Regions from separate parts of the Anser cygnoides genome. Here region 2 is linked to region 1. A link is a contact called in public Hi-C data. All regions are on one chromosome and are shown on one strand. Each heading gives the region's core, a stretch centred on a gene start, on an enhancer-like site or on the middle of the called end of the contact. The rest is flanking DNA. Distances are from core to core; before and after follow the strand shown.

The links. A called contact is a pair of places that touch in the nucleus more often than the background predicts.
Region 2: a Hi-C map of liver shows a contact between it and region 1, with 2.6 times the contacts expected there. The contact joins two enhancer-like sites. A contact is called at or near these places in 2 of 7 Hi-C or Micro-C datasets (both in liver).

What each region holds. Positions count from the first base shown.
Region 1 is chr1:203,975,483-203,982,796 of Taihu_goose_T2T_genome, reverse strand. No RefSeq gene overlaps it. Among named protein-coding and RNA genes, the nearest start is that of FZD4, 16 kb to the right of the region's middle. Within about 2 kb of position 3,871, at least 3 of the 3 cell types and tissues checked have open chromatin away from gene starts, as enhancers often do. A contact at or near this core is called in liver, where this site is marked.
Region 2 is chr1:204,377,153-204,384,466 of Taihu_goose_T2T_genome, reverse strand. It overlaps RAB30 (RAB30, member RAS oncogene family), which reads right to left. Exons shown (of 5, transcript XM_066989931.1): 2 at 3,615-3,715; 3 at 1,933-2,016. The coding sequence starts at 3,707. Among named protein-coding and RNA genes, the nearest start is that of DDIAS, 29 kb to the left of the region's middle. Within about 2 kb of position 3,491, at least 1 of the 3 cell types and tissues checked has open chromatin away from gene starts, as enhancers often do. A contact at or near this core is called in liver, where this site is marked.

The DNA of each region.
Region 1 (7,314 bases), core at 2,622-5,121:
TTAGCAACAGAAACATACATCTGATTTCCAGGAAGAATATAAGCTGTTATGTGATTGTATTTTCTGTGTTGAATCAGAGGGGTCCTGCACCTTCAAACAAGTGGCCCTCCTCGTCCTTAGTGATATTTGGCACTGAATCTTGACACATTTTTGCAGTCTGCAAATAGCACAGGGACTCAAGACTGAAAATGATAAAAATCCATGAGAGGACTGGCTGCCCACACACATGTACAATACCCTGTGGAGTGTGAGAACATTACTTATACGCTGTACTTTCCATTGTGTTTGCTTAGTGTTAGGATCTGCTGCCTTCTAAATTTTGTGATTCATTTCTGGGGATGTAAGGTTATGCTGTTTAAGTTATATTGTCATAAAAGGAGCAAACACAGTCCACATGTAAAAATCATTCCTTCCCAAACATCTTTCTGAGTTTTCCTGTAGACAGGTGTGTTTAACATCATCAGTGGCCACAAGTCTGTTTTTCAAATCTTTTCTTAAAGCTTCATCTAACATAAATGAGTAAAATTGACTATTATGATTCATATGTAAAAAGAAACAGGTATATTTATGTAGCAAAGTTCAGCAGACTTCCATTTTAACTGTCAAGCACTCCGTCTAGAAAGGAACCCTTTGCAGAGGGCTTCCTGTCTGCAAGATTTAATTGTAGGCGCCTGGCAAATTATTCCCAAAGTGAAATGCGGCAAGTTCTGTTCATTTCTCACATCTCTTTAATGCTGACTTCCTTGTGTTTGCCATGTGAAGTCATCCAAATACATTTGCTCACTCTCTTGATTTCACACAAAGATACTGCCCTGGGATCCTGGCACCTACATGGAACAAACATCCACTGGTGCTTCTGAATCAGAGGAGCTTGCTATATTCTCTCTCAGATCACTGATGTTGATCTGAGATTGTCCTACTGTACCAGGTACTGCACAAACAGAAATGAAAAGACAGACTGTCTTATAAGATGTGGTGGAGTGATGCTCAGAGGTGCAGAGAGATTGAACAATTGGCCAACGGTCACTCTTTAACAGAAGAGTGTGTTCAGTGCTTTCTCTGTCTACCGTAACTCCTGGCAAAATGCCATTAATGAAGGCACAAATTATGGAAGCTGAATGTAGTCTGTACTTGCATCGTGAAATGACAGTCTCCTCTCTGTTTTATTCCACAGCTCCTGTTCTTGAATGCCTAATCATGGTGAACCATAACAGCTAGTCCAATTAGTGACGCTTGGAGGGAAAATGAAAATGTTTCATTTCATGAAGTTGTCATCAGAAATGATGTATGCAGTTAGAATAGCTATTAGGATGCCCAAAGGCTTATGCTGGGAGGCTCCCTGCTGTGTGCTCCCTGTGCTGACTGACTTCAGTTTTCTGAACATGTGTGTGATAACTGAATGGGCTCAGGAACTTCTTCTGAAACAACAGGAGGATAAGGATGAGTGATATTCAGGCCTGTCAAGCACTGCCTATGTAATGCTCATTTTCTATTGCAATCATTATTCCTGGGTGCTAATTCTGCCTGATGATAGACAATGGAAGTTAAATTCACCCATAATGTAACTTTGCCAAAGGCCAGCAAGCTCTGCCACCCGAGGATTAGTCCCTCCTAAATCTTTTTCACAGTGTTGGCTGTGCTGCAGCTGATGTGTTAACAACCCTTGACATACACCGCAGGAGCATCTTTGCAAAGCAAGTTACAGGGAATCTGTCGCATAGCTCAATTACTATTAATTTACATTACTGGGATGTGTTGTGCATCTCCCACATGCCAGCTTGAAAACGGATGCCCAAAAGCTTTAATAATGATGTAGATCATAATGGGGAATGACTGATAATCCTGGCTCCAGTGATGGAAAAGGAAATTTGGAAATTTTGGGCTGGAGGCAGGCAAGTGAATGATGCTGGAGAGAGCAGGAGGCATGTGGGGGGCTTGACAGCACGGCATCGACTGCTTCAGACACAGAGTAAAGGATTGAGCGGGCTCCTCCTCACAGACAGAGTCTGGATGAATAAAGTCTCCAGCATAAGCCTGTTTGAACAATTAGTGATGAAAACCATCATAAAAAGGACTGAATAAACCTCATAGCATAACACGTTTAAGGACTGGGAAGAAAGTCCATTCTCTGTACAACACCTCATTTATGTTTGGGGGGGGGGGGGGGGGTACTGGGATTTACAGAAAGTATTTGACACTTTTCACTTAGTTACAAAGTGGAACTAAAAAAAGGGACTGGGGAAATTAATTCTGACAAAGTCTACACAGAAAGGGAAAGCATTTGATATTCTGTATTAAGAATATTTATACACCATTGTAGAAGGCACACATGAAATTTAAACTGAAATATGGGGTACAACTCTGGTTGCTTGAGCTAAGGCAACACTAAATTTTCCTGGAGGATGTGCAGAGATTGTAAATGGAGACACCTGCGGAATATAAAAACACAGTTTTCTGACAGATTTTGTCTTATGAATCCACTTCTGCGGGCCGAACTACACCTCCAATTGCCGGCTCCTGGTGCGCTGCCAGGACAGCCCATGGGCCTGGTGGCACCCCCCTCGGAGGCCGGGTACAGCCGGGCATAGTTTACACCTCCCTCGTCTGGTTTTGTCAGGACTGTGTGATTTCTGCATGCTGACAAGAGAGGGACGATCTCAGAGCGCTGGGACAAAATGGCTTCTGTGGGCCAGCCGTGACACCTAGCGGCCACACACTCGAGGGCCTGGGCAGCAAGGAGCTGCGGCCCTTGGATACTGCCAAGCCGACCTTCGGCTCCTGCCAGGCATGGCAAAGGGCACAGGGTTTCTGTGGGAGCATCGGAAGATATTTCCAAAGTATCTCCATGTATTTATGGAAGATTTTGCTCTGCTCAGCTTCCTGTGGGATTTCCTTCTGAGGGATTCCATCTCCCCACCTTAGCCACGTGTTGAAAGCCACTCTTGTCTTTGTGCACGCAAGGCCCCATGGCCTTCATCTCACCGCTAAAAGGGCAAAAATTTTGTGCTCAGACTGTCTAAGCAAGCAGGCTTCCTTGGGGCATCCTGCCTGGCTCCTAGCTCCTGTGTTAGGGTGCCTCAGGTCCCTGCGGTCCACCTGCTGCTTTGCTTGGCAATGACTGCTGTGCTAGCCCTTCTGACGCAACTAAATCCAAGGTTTAGCAGATATGGTCAATAAATGCATCAGTGTTTGCTAGGTTTGCATCAGGCAAACAGTTCGTTTGTTTATCCTGGTGGATGGTTTGTTTTCTAGAGGCTTACCTCTATTATATTCATTTTACCAGCAACAAGATGGGCTGCTGGTCTTGCTTAGCATTCTAAAACACAATTTTTTTATATTCAAAACTTCTCTGGAGGGGGCAGTAGTAGAAATTCCTGCCGCTAACCTCATCCAAGCATTCAAAAACTAGGAAAAAAATAAGAAGAGACTGAGATGCAGCAGTGCTGAAAGGTGTAGCATCTAACTTTTAGTTCACAGGTGTCCAGACTGGGGTCTAAGCACCAGCTTTAGGTGCAGGTGTTGTGGAGAGCCTGCCCATGTCCCAGTGATGGTGGCTGTGAGAGCAGTGTTTAGAGAAAGGATGTACATCCCAAGAAATCAACACCGGTAGTCTACGCTCCTCCATCCACATGATCTACCACCCACTTTCCACTTCCGTGCAGCATAGTTCATGTCCAGAGCCTTCCTAATTCAGCCAAGAACCTGCCGTACTGAAGATGAGGAGCAAGTGCTGATGTAACAGAGGACAAGGAGATCTGAATGAGACACCAGAAAATCTGGGGAGTCCAAAACAGAGCAGGACTGCAAGTGAGCTGTGCAGGATACAGTCAGTGCTCTGTGAGCCCTAGGTAAATCATTTGCAGGCAATGGCAGTGTGATGAAGGAGCTGCAGGGGGAAAAGGACAAATTAGACCATAGGGAATGATTGACTACAGCTGAAGGTCACAAACCTTTGTAAATATGTGGCAGAATTTGAGTTAATGTGGTGAAACATTTACAAAGCCTGAGTAGGCATAGAAAGGAGGAGGGTGGCAAAACTGGGAGCAGTATAAAAGTTGAGAGTCATGCCTTAGCTGGAGATGAGCAGCCCCAGCAGATCCTCGACATCAAAGAGCAAAACCTAAGTTTCCGCCTTCAGAAGTGACTGATGGCTTTGGAAGTCCCAGTTGTGATGGTTTGTGGAAGTCTTCATGTCCCAGACTGTCACAGTCTTAACAATCTGTAAAGCACCTCCGTTCAGCTCTCCATGTAAGAGACCCTGCTAAGGAGGTGCATCAGAACTGTCTCCCCAGAGGCCCAGAAACTGTGTAAAGGAACAGCTGAAAAAAATGAATGAGCAAGAAATACAATCCGAACAGAGCACGAGGACAAGAGGAAGGAAAAGCAGCTTGCCTGGACTGGGCTACAAACTGTCAAAGAGGCACACTGAAAAGGCAAGCAAAAGAAAGAAGCAGTGTCTTGGGATCAGCCCAAACCTCCCTGCAGCCCTGTAGGTCTCCATCTGGGGGGAAGGAGCTGGAGAAGCTCCTCAGAAGGTGTGAGAGAGCAGCACTGAGGCATAATTCACACCACTGCACCACTGAGAGCAAAATGCAAATAAAGTAAGCTGGTTGTGAGCAGCTTGCTGAAATACACCACGTGCAGTTGACATGACAGACCCCTTAACAAAGCTGCTTTATTTGCCTGGAGCTAGACAAAGTCTGCATTTATGCCACTGCAATGGAACAGTAGACAAACAGTTGTCAGCTATCATTGGTCCCAGTGTATTCTGGTTTTAGAGTTGAGCATGCGTTGTGCTTTGTCTGACGAGGTGACCTTTGGTGGGCCTGGGCAGTGTGTTAGCAGCACTGGTCTCCAACGGGTTCAGTCCTTAGACTTGCACTAGGAGGAAACCATTCCTTAGCACCATATCTGCCCTGGATCAAGAGATGCCAGAAATTCCTGTTCTTCAAATACCATTTTCTTTTAGCTGTGTATGGAGGAATAAAACCTTCCCTTGAAGATTTTTGTGATCACTTTTAAGACTTGAAAAGTATACTTTGCATACTAGAACTTACATTAATATATTTTTACTTCTAATTAGTGTGTTGTATTTGTCACTTCAAAGTGGCAAGAGAACAAGGTCCCAAAGGGTGTCTGGAGCTGAATGCCATCAAACAGAATGGAGAAAACGAAGAGGCAGACAGGGTGACATCTCAGAGTAGCTGCTCTCTGCTTGCAGACTCCACTCACATGCCCTGAAACCATGAGCATAAGCTGAAATCAGGTGAAATTCCAGGCATTCATACTTTGCTTTGACAAATTCTTTCCTCCTTATGAATGGCCAGATTTGTGCCTTGGGATAATGCTGTCCTTTCACTCCTGAGGGACAACCTCTTCAGTTTTTTCAACAGAGAGTAGTGCTAATGCAGAGAAGAGATCTCCTCTCCAATGACTTCTGAGACACCAGCTTTCTGCACAGTCCATATAACTGAACGTTTCTTTCTGCATGGTTTCTGCCAGCAACAGGTGATTTTCCTCAGCTTGCTCCAAGGGCACAGTGGAGGGTACAGGTGGGACTGTGCCAGCCTGTGGCCACCAAGAGAAAGCTGCTGCTCAGAAGCGAGCAGCTCCTCTTGATTTTATACCTATTGAACTTTGATTTGGCGAGCACACTCCCCGTCAACAGGGTGGAAAGAAGATTGACTTGAGGATAGGAAAGAATTTTGGTGTTCACCACCAGGAAATTTAATTTCCAAGTCATAGCTGGGAGGTCTCTCCCCCTGTCAGACCTGAAGACCTGACTTCGGCAGGAGTCCCACCTGGTGTGGTGGTGGTGGCTTGGGCAGCCTTGATTCTGCTGCCCAATGGTGAATGTAGATTCAGAGGGAGTGTTTTCTCCAAACTGGCATTGCCAGGAGGGAAAACCCCACTCCCTTCCCTCTCACTGCCGCTGCCTGGATGAATGAGCAGCGGGTTAGTGGGCAGTGTGGTCTGCCGAGCACACATGCTGGGTTCTCACATTTCGGTCGGGTGTTTTCTCCTTTCTGCCAAGTAAAAATAATGTGTTTCTAAGGGACTTTGAGTTTTGTGATGTGGGAAGAACCACCTGCTAAAGAACACCAGGGAAGTTTCCTATTCATTTGTCAAAGGCAGGATTTTAATTTATCTTCCTAGAAAAAAGACCCCTGAAATCATCGAGCCAGCCCCTTGCTGAGGGGCTTAACATGTGGCAAAAGTTACTGGGGCTGTCAGGAAAGTGTGGCGCTTCATTAATATGTCTTGTGGCAGTCCACAGAGGTCTCTCTTGAGGACAGAGACTTTTTTTTTTTTTTTTTGCCTCTCACTGGAAGGGCCTGACATTTGTGGCTTACAGAGGAATAAAGCTTTCCCTGGCTCTGAGAAGTTAGGTGGGAAGCCCTATCCCAGACTGGGCAGACTGGTTATTTAGCAGTGTAGGGTACTGAAGCTGGACAATGCAGGCTGGAAAGCTTTTCTTTTGGCTTTTGCTGCCTTGGGACACCCTTCTCCATCCATGGGTAGGTGGCTCAGCAGGCAGAAACCCTGGGCGATACACCCATGTATGGGCTGTGCTTGGCATGACCACATGGGAGCACGGACAGAGAGCAACGCTCCTGCAGCAGGAATATCCTTGGCTCCCAGACACCTTCTCAGCATCACGTGGGACTGACCAGCCCATTCCCATTGCACAGCAGAGCTCCATGTCTGGTCTGTATAACATCTAAAGTGGATGACACACCTGAGTCTGGGAAAAGCTCATCTGGCCCTCAAGATCTGAAAGTGAGTTTTCAGGACCCACTGTTAGAAAAAACTTTCTGTTTAGAAAAAAAAAAAAAAAAGCATCTAGAGCCCAGCTTTGGGCTGTACCTGAGATCAGCAGGACATTGGTAGGATTTTAGGTCTCAGCCAGTCCATTGTGGTGTTGATATGATGTCCCCACATGCTGCCAGATCTCATGGCTGCTCAGCTGAGCAGCCACGTCTCCCAGTAGTACAGATGCAAGCAGATCTCTGCCTTGGCAAACTAACATTCTTCTAGAGGTTTTACACTCAGAGATTTTGCTGAAGCTGTTTTTGAAGAGATTATGGCCACCTTACACAAGGTTATGATTAGGAGAACTTTTTAATTAAAAACACAAATGTGTGTATGTATATGTAATCTGTGCATACTGCTTACCAGCTTACTGTGTCTGTCCTCAGAAACAGAGGTTTCCACATCTAGCCATTTCTTATGGTAGATCAAGAAGGTCTGACATATACCACCGGAATCGTATCAGTTAGTTGCTATCGTAAACAATAATTGTAGGGAAAAATT
Region 2 (7,314 bases), core at 2,242-4,741, 400 kb before region 1:
ATTTTTTCCCCTCTCAGCTCTGAGTCATCCCTGCTTTTCCCGCTTATTAAATGTTTACTCTCACTGGCGCTGCTTGCTCAGAAAGTTTCAGCTACAAGCTCAGTCCCTGCCTGCACTGATGCGAGAGGCAGAAAGGAATCATTTTGCCTTTCAGACTCTGTACGATGTGTTCAAACACCAAAATGTGTCCTACTAAGCTTCTTCCCACACTGCTGTCATTGTGGCTGAGCTCTGGTGACTCCAACTTACTCCTCTGGTGGGTGGTGGGAGTGGGCTTTGAACACCCCAAATGGTGCTCACAACCTTCTCTTAAGGAGTCTGCATCCTCAGTCCAAGCTGGTGATAAACAGGATCGAGTCATGGGAGCAAGGAAAGGACAGGTGTCTGAAGAGGATGGGAAAACCTTCCTCCAAGATTGCCTTTTTCCCTCTAAGAGAGTCTCAGTACAGTGGGATTACACCAGGTATGTAACAGAAAAATGATCTCCACCTTCAGTGGAGTTCCACCAAACTATGCACTGACAGCACGGGAGCCATGTGTGATGCTCAGCACTTTCCTGCCTGCTGCTCTGTCCCACAGCAGCATGTCAAAGGTTAACTCAGCCTGTATCTGATGAAGGTATCTACATCTCCTGTCCTCCACCTGCTCAGGCTGCAAGGCCTTTTGGTCAAGGACCATCACTTGCCATAGCAAATGTACAGCTCCTCGTGCAGCAGAGTGGCAGCCTCTTGATATGCTTTTAAAGTCTGATTTCCATCCAATTTTCTACTCCAAAAGCCTCTGCACTGAAACATGGGTGGAAAAAAATACAGAGCTGAAAATCTGCACAAGTCCACTGTTTCCATCCCATCACTTGCACGTGCTTAAAAATGAGTCTCAATCCACCCAGCCACTGTCACACTGCTGCCACTCTCCCACCTGCTCGTCACTAGATAAGATAAAGGCATCAAGGAAAAAAATGTTGTTTTTCACTTCAATACCCACGGGCTTAATGCAGGAAAAGTAATTCCAGGTGTCAGGGACCCTGAACACCTTGACATCGGAGGTTCATTCTCTTCTCCCAACTTCCAAATGCCACAATAGCTCTGGTGAAAGCTCTGCTAATGACTTAAGCGGTGCCAGCCAACGTCTCTGAGCACTGGAACTGAACCATGGATCCCATTAAAACATTAACCTGGGCCCTGGTGTGTTTTGGCCCAGACAAACTAGCTCCCTGCCAAGCAATACCCAAGCCAGGTTCAGGAGGTAGCATGGGACAAGGAGTTTCCCGGTGATGATTTGGTTGCAACCACCCTATCTTGGAAGCTGAAAGAGTCGATAGTGAGACACTGCCCTTCTTAGTTCAACCTTTTGACCAAAGCACCAATATCGTAAACATCTCCACTTCTCTCAGGTCTGTAACTCAACAGAAGTGGGAAACAAGCCTTCGTTCTTCAGAACCGCACCAGCCCAGGAGCCAGACATCTCAGGAGCTCACAAGAGAAAACCTTTATCAGGCACATCCCAGTGGGAACTCAACAGATTTCATCCTACCAGCAGTGCAGTAAATGGAGGCTGCATTGAAATGCTTCTTTGTGCTTCCTCAGCCCCAGCCAGGCACCATCTCAGTGCCTTCTGAGCAAGAACAGAGCTTTGCAAGATCTCAGAATCATAGAATGGTTTGGGTTGGAAGGGACTTTAAAGATCATCTAATTCCAACCCCCTGGCATGGGCAGGGACACCTCCCACCACACCAGGTTGCTCAAAGCCACATCCAACCTGGCCTTGAACACCTCCAGGCATGGGGCATCTCCCCTTTCCATGCTCCTGATGGTGCATTTTCGAAGACATGACAGGCAGCCCTGGACCTTCCAGCAGCAGGCACGCTGCAGCAAGAAACCCAAAATACGGTGCCACCCTATGAGTTTATATTGAAAACCATCAGGTTCCTACCTTTACTTTTTCACCGTTTATCTCCACGGTTTTAATCATAAAGTCAACTCCAATCGTGGCACCTTGGCCTGGTGGGAAAAGCCCCTGAAAGAAAACACAGTTTTGTTGAACAAGTTGTGTAGCAAGGAAAACTTCCTTCTGAGTGCCCATCCTTACTCTTTCCCATCCCTACTCCGCCCTTGCTCAATTAATCTGGACACTTAGAAGAATACTGAAAGGAATTACACTGAAAGATGTGCCTGCTTCCTCCACCGCTCAAAGCAGGGGGGACAGACCCCAGGGCAGGCTCTGCACACTGATCCATCTCCACAGCATCCATCAGAAGAAGGCACAAAATCCACTGCCACCTCCTTGTTATGGGGAGCTAAACAAAAGACCACATTTCTCCAGTGCAAAGGTAACTGTAATTCAACCCCTAATGCTGTTGCAAGCAGCTGACTTGAAAGGTGGGAAAACAAACAGGAGGAGAAAAGGAGGATGTATAAAGGGAAAAAGGAGAGGGGAGAAACTCTCCTGCTTCTGTGCACTCAGAAAAGGCAGGGGAAGGGCAGGCTGGGTTCCTCTGACCCAATTCTCCATCGCCTTGAAAGAGATGAGGAAAGGTCCTGCCACAGTGAGGAAAGGGATCCCCAGGGCACCCCCAGCAGCTCCTGAGTGGCCAGATCCTGCTCCCAGAGCACAGCCCGTGACTAGCAGTGCTCGATTTCGAGAAAGGAGCAACAGCCAACTGAACGAAAACAAGCAGAGCTTTCTGATTTCTGGTGTCCCAGCCTGCAAAGCCGTGTTGTTTTTGGGGCACATCAATCCCCTATAGCAGCAGCAGCGCTGCCAAAGTGCAGGCAGCAGTGGCGGCTGCAGACGTCGTGGTTAACCCTTTGGGACTAACCAGCTTCATTGCCAGCAGCTGGTACAGGCAGAGAGCATGTTTAACATCACTACAGTTTTAAAACTTAAACTGACGATTCCCAGTAGGGACTGCAACAACAGCAACAAAAGAAACATAACTTGCATTTTAGAGTACACCATGCAAACTCTTCTCTGAGCCCAAATCACAGACGCCTAGTCCTCTTCCTGCTGTTCTGTTACACAGAAGAAGGGAAAACAGTCCTCAAACCTTTGCATTTGATTCATTTTCCCTAATCAGGCAGACAGGGGCTCAGCTGGCCCCCACTGTTACCGCAAGCTTTTCAGGAGCCGGTGTACGTAAAGCCACAAATGCAGGGAGCACAGATTTTTCCCAGGCAATGCAACATCTCCTTTTGCTGCCAGAATCACACTCCACTGCTTCAAACCATTATTAAATGCCCCTGGTAACTCTTCAGGTGCAATCCCTGGTCTGATGTTTAACAGAAGACCCTGGGCTGACAGCCCAGGACCCAGATTATTTAATCATCTACTAATGGACAACATGAGAGGGAGCTTAGTACAGCAGCAGGCTGGTCCACCCTGGAGGGATGGGATGAGAAGGTCCATAGGAAATGCAACAGGAGGTCCTTATAAACCAGAACCCCAGCAAAGGCACACACTGCACTAGTTACTGATGCAGTGCTCATGCTGGTACATCACCACAGGTGATATGGACGCTGCAAGCATGGATAATAAAAGCCTGTGGAGTGGGGGTGCTGGTGGAGAGCTCCATGCTCCCACGCGATGCCCCACATCTGGCAGGTGCCCGACCTTACCTGCGTGAAGCGTCGGACCAAGCAGGTCTTCCCCACACCGGCGTTGCCGATTAAAACAATTTTGAAGAGGAAATCATAATCTTCCATACTCATTTACGCAGCTGCAAGAGAGAGAGGACGTGAGACAGTGTGAACCAAGGCGGTGGCCAAAGCTGCGTCCCCCACGCTGAACGTCCAACTCTGCCGCAGGTTGGCTCTGATTTTTGACTCCCTCCCGCTGGGGAAATGCCCTTTCATTCCCATTGAACTTTATTCCTCCAACTATCAGCACAAAGGTCTCCCTAGCATGCGTGTGGCTCCCCAGATAAGGGACAAGAGCCCTTCCCACCCCGCCCCAGTGGCAACACGCAGGCAGAGTCCACCTGGGCCAGCAACGTCAGCCGCTGCACGGCCGCGGCCAGTTTTTGGCTTTCGTGCCGTCCCGCGAGTCATCGATGCTGCTTTTCAGCAGAGCAGGGACTGGGGAGGGCACAGGGGCAGAACAAACAGGGCAACTGGTTAAAAATAAAAGCAGCGGTGTCGGCTGTAAAGAAAAGTTCATTTGCTACAATATTAGTAGGGAGTGGGGGGTAACAGTTTGGCTGAAGTATATTAACAGAGGACTTAAAAAAGAAGAAGAAATAATACATACTACTAATAATATTGCAATTATGATGATGATTTTTTTTTATATAGCTTGGTATAAAAGTATCAAACAGGAAGAGAAAACAGAGGAGGCTCAGGGGAACCCAGCTCACACACATCCCTGTGCAACCCCCTTGCCAGGATGCACAGACTGGCTTTTTGGCAATGTGTCAGGACACAGGCAGCATTGCCTATACGGAGGAAGACCCACCAGGCTTCCTTCAGTCCCATAAAGCACGGGAAGGACCAAGCAGACCCATGCAGCTTGCTGCAGCTGGGCAAGGAGCGAGGGATGCACCTCCGCCTCCAGAGCACCCAAGGGTGCTGCAGGCACTGTGGCCAGAGGAGGGGGTTGTAACCATTGAGACAGGCAGAAGAGATTCGGTTGGAGATTTGGGGCAGCCAGAAAAGCCCATGGTACTAAGGGATGTATGTGGTTTTGTGATGGGACTCGGTAGGTCAGGTGGACGGTTGGACTTGATGATCTTGAAGGTCGTTTGCAACTGAGATGATTCCACAATTCTGATTATATGACAGGGGAGCAGAAGGGCAGTGTCCCAGCTGCGTCAAAGAAAATACAGATATTATAGCTGGTGTCAAAGACCTGTCCTCAGGACTGGTCTGGAGTAATGGCATAGGAGAGTAAAGAGACAGATCCACAAGCCATCAGTTGGGATATCTGAGTACGGTACCTAACCTACCTGCACATACAGATTATGGATGAGGAGACAGAGCCAAAGCTGGGAAGCACAGAAGATGGAGGGTGGTAAGGAAAAGGCAAAAACAGGGGGAAAAAAAGTATTAGGGAATTGCCATCCTCAGTCAAGTCCCAGATTGCTCACAGAGTTGGGTCAACCCAACAGAGCACACCAAAACAGCTCTCCAAGCACCGCCTGATGGACCTGAAGGCAACAGAGGCGTAACACTGATGCAGCTGCTTGGCGTCTATGTGACCCCTGACCTCTCCAGGAGCCTTAAAAAAGGCTAACCTCACCAATCAGTGACTAATGACCTGCACCACGTTAGCAGGAGGTCAGGAGGGACGCAGCTGAGTCACTACAGGGACGCCTCACCGCTGAGCTGGAGCTACGGTCACCTGCACGCTGCCACCACACAGCAGCAGCTGGAGCAGCCCTGAGGATGCTCCAACCTCGCAGGACCTTAAAAGAGCAGGCTTTAAAAATGCTTAAAAATGTTTTCTGGGACTGTTATGCTGTGTAATAGCTTTGTACTTCCATGCCTGGCTTTCCCTGGACGATAAAGACAGTCTTAAGAACATGCTGATGGTACTCATAATCAAGGCTAAATGTCAATGCACGGCTTCAAGCTTTCAGACAAGCCAACATGAAGAAAAATGTGATCATCTACTAAAAGCTATTTCAAGACTAACGAGACTTGCTCAGCACTAGATAATTATCCCTGGGATTCTTCAAATCCCGGAGGGCATTGCTTCCCTGGAGCAATTTCATTTATATTACTTGTACCCTAAACAATCCAACATTCAAATTTATCTTCTCGGGAAGCTTAAAAATAAACTTCCTCTGAAGATCTCTGAGCTCAGAAACACTAAATGGCTCAGACATACCCTAGAGTTATGTCTGATCCCCTTCATTAGGCTCCAAGACTAATCATATGTGATAATGACCCCAAACTGGCACTGAAAGAGAAGCCAGGGACATAAAGCACACGGTGCAACGATGAGATTAAATGCCAGAGCTAAAGCGACATAAAAAGGGTACGGTGGAAGTGGGGACACGGGAGGGGATGGGGGAAAGTAAAGGAGGGGTAATTTTGGGGGGGAGCGGGCAGCTGAAGCTGACCATCGCTGCCCTATCACCCCCATCCACAAAAACTGCTGTTCCTCCCTCGTGTGTGCCCACACCCGCAGGCACCAGGCAGGCAGCGCCGAACAGAAAGGCATTGCATCAGTTACCGTTACGAAATCGCCTCCTTCGCAACTCAGCCTTTTGGCCAAGTGACCTTTCCTGCTGACTCAGCCTCCCGCAGCCCTCCCGCTCCCCGGGGAAGATGTGTCTCAACCTCTGCCCGCTCTCCGCTCTCCTGCCGGGAACGCGGGTCTCGGCAATACATCATACATCACTTCTTTTTTTTTTAAAAAAGGATATTCTTTTCTTCCTTTTATTTTTTCTCCCTTTTTTCTTCTCTGTTTTTTTGTGCTTCTAGGCACAGGGCTCTGCCTTGCATCAGGACATTGCTTTAGGGCGCTGGGGCCGCAGCTGCCTGTCCCACCCTTTGGCACAGACAAAACCCTGCAGCAAGGGCAAGGAACAGGATGCCCACCCATGCCTCAGCAACCCTTCACCACCAAAACATTTGTTTAAACCACCACTCTCATCAGAAACTGGGCCAGCTATGGCACAGAGACATGCCCTAGCTTGCGGCAGGACAGAAAACCAAGTTTCACGGCTGTTTTTCCCGGGGGCAGTTTGTACATTTCGCACCCCAGCCAAGCCCCAGCTGCTTGTGCCTGCCATGTGCTGCTCCCACCACTCGCAGGTCAGGCACGGATCTCAAAATGAAGGAGTTTGGCAGGGTTTTATTTAACCGGGGTCACTGCTCTGCTCTGTTTCAGGTCTCAGCCCCTCACGTGGATTTTGTGGGGCAGGAACAAGTGGCCAAGATGGGTGACTCGAAGCTGGGGGACCACCAGGCGAGGTGGTCCGCCCACGGCTCTGCAGCCTGGGAATGGCAGGACACATTCCAGCCTCAGCTGATTGTACTGGGCAAGACGATGCTCCTGGTAAATATTTTTCAATATTTAATCCTAATTCAACCAGAAGGCTGTTGAGATCTATCCGTAACGAAAGCACACAGAAGGGATGGGTGCTTTCACCCCTTCTTCCCCCTCTGCAAGCTCCCACAAGCAAGCTCACAGGGAGACACACAGAAAAGGACGTGCAGAAGCCATGGGCTGCCTACCCTGTGCAGTGAGCACTGGCGGGATCCAGCAGTCCTTCCCCCTTCACCCAGAGCCTCAGTTATAGAAACTCTCCTGTAAGTGTGGTCAGCAGGACCTGGCCCTCTGCTTTACCTTGCTATGGGCTCTTCACTGCCT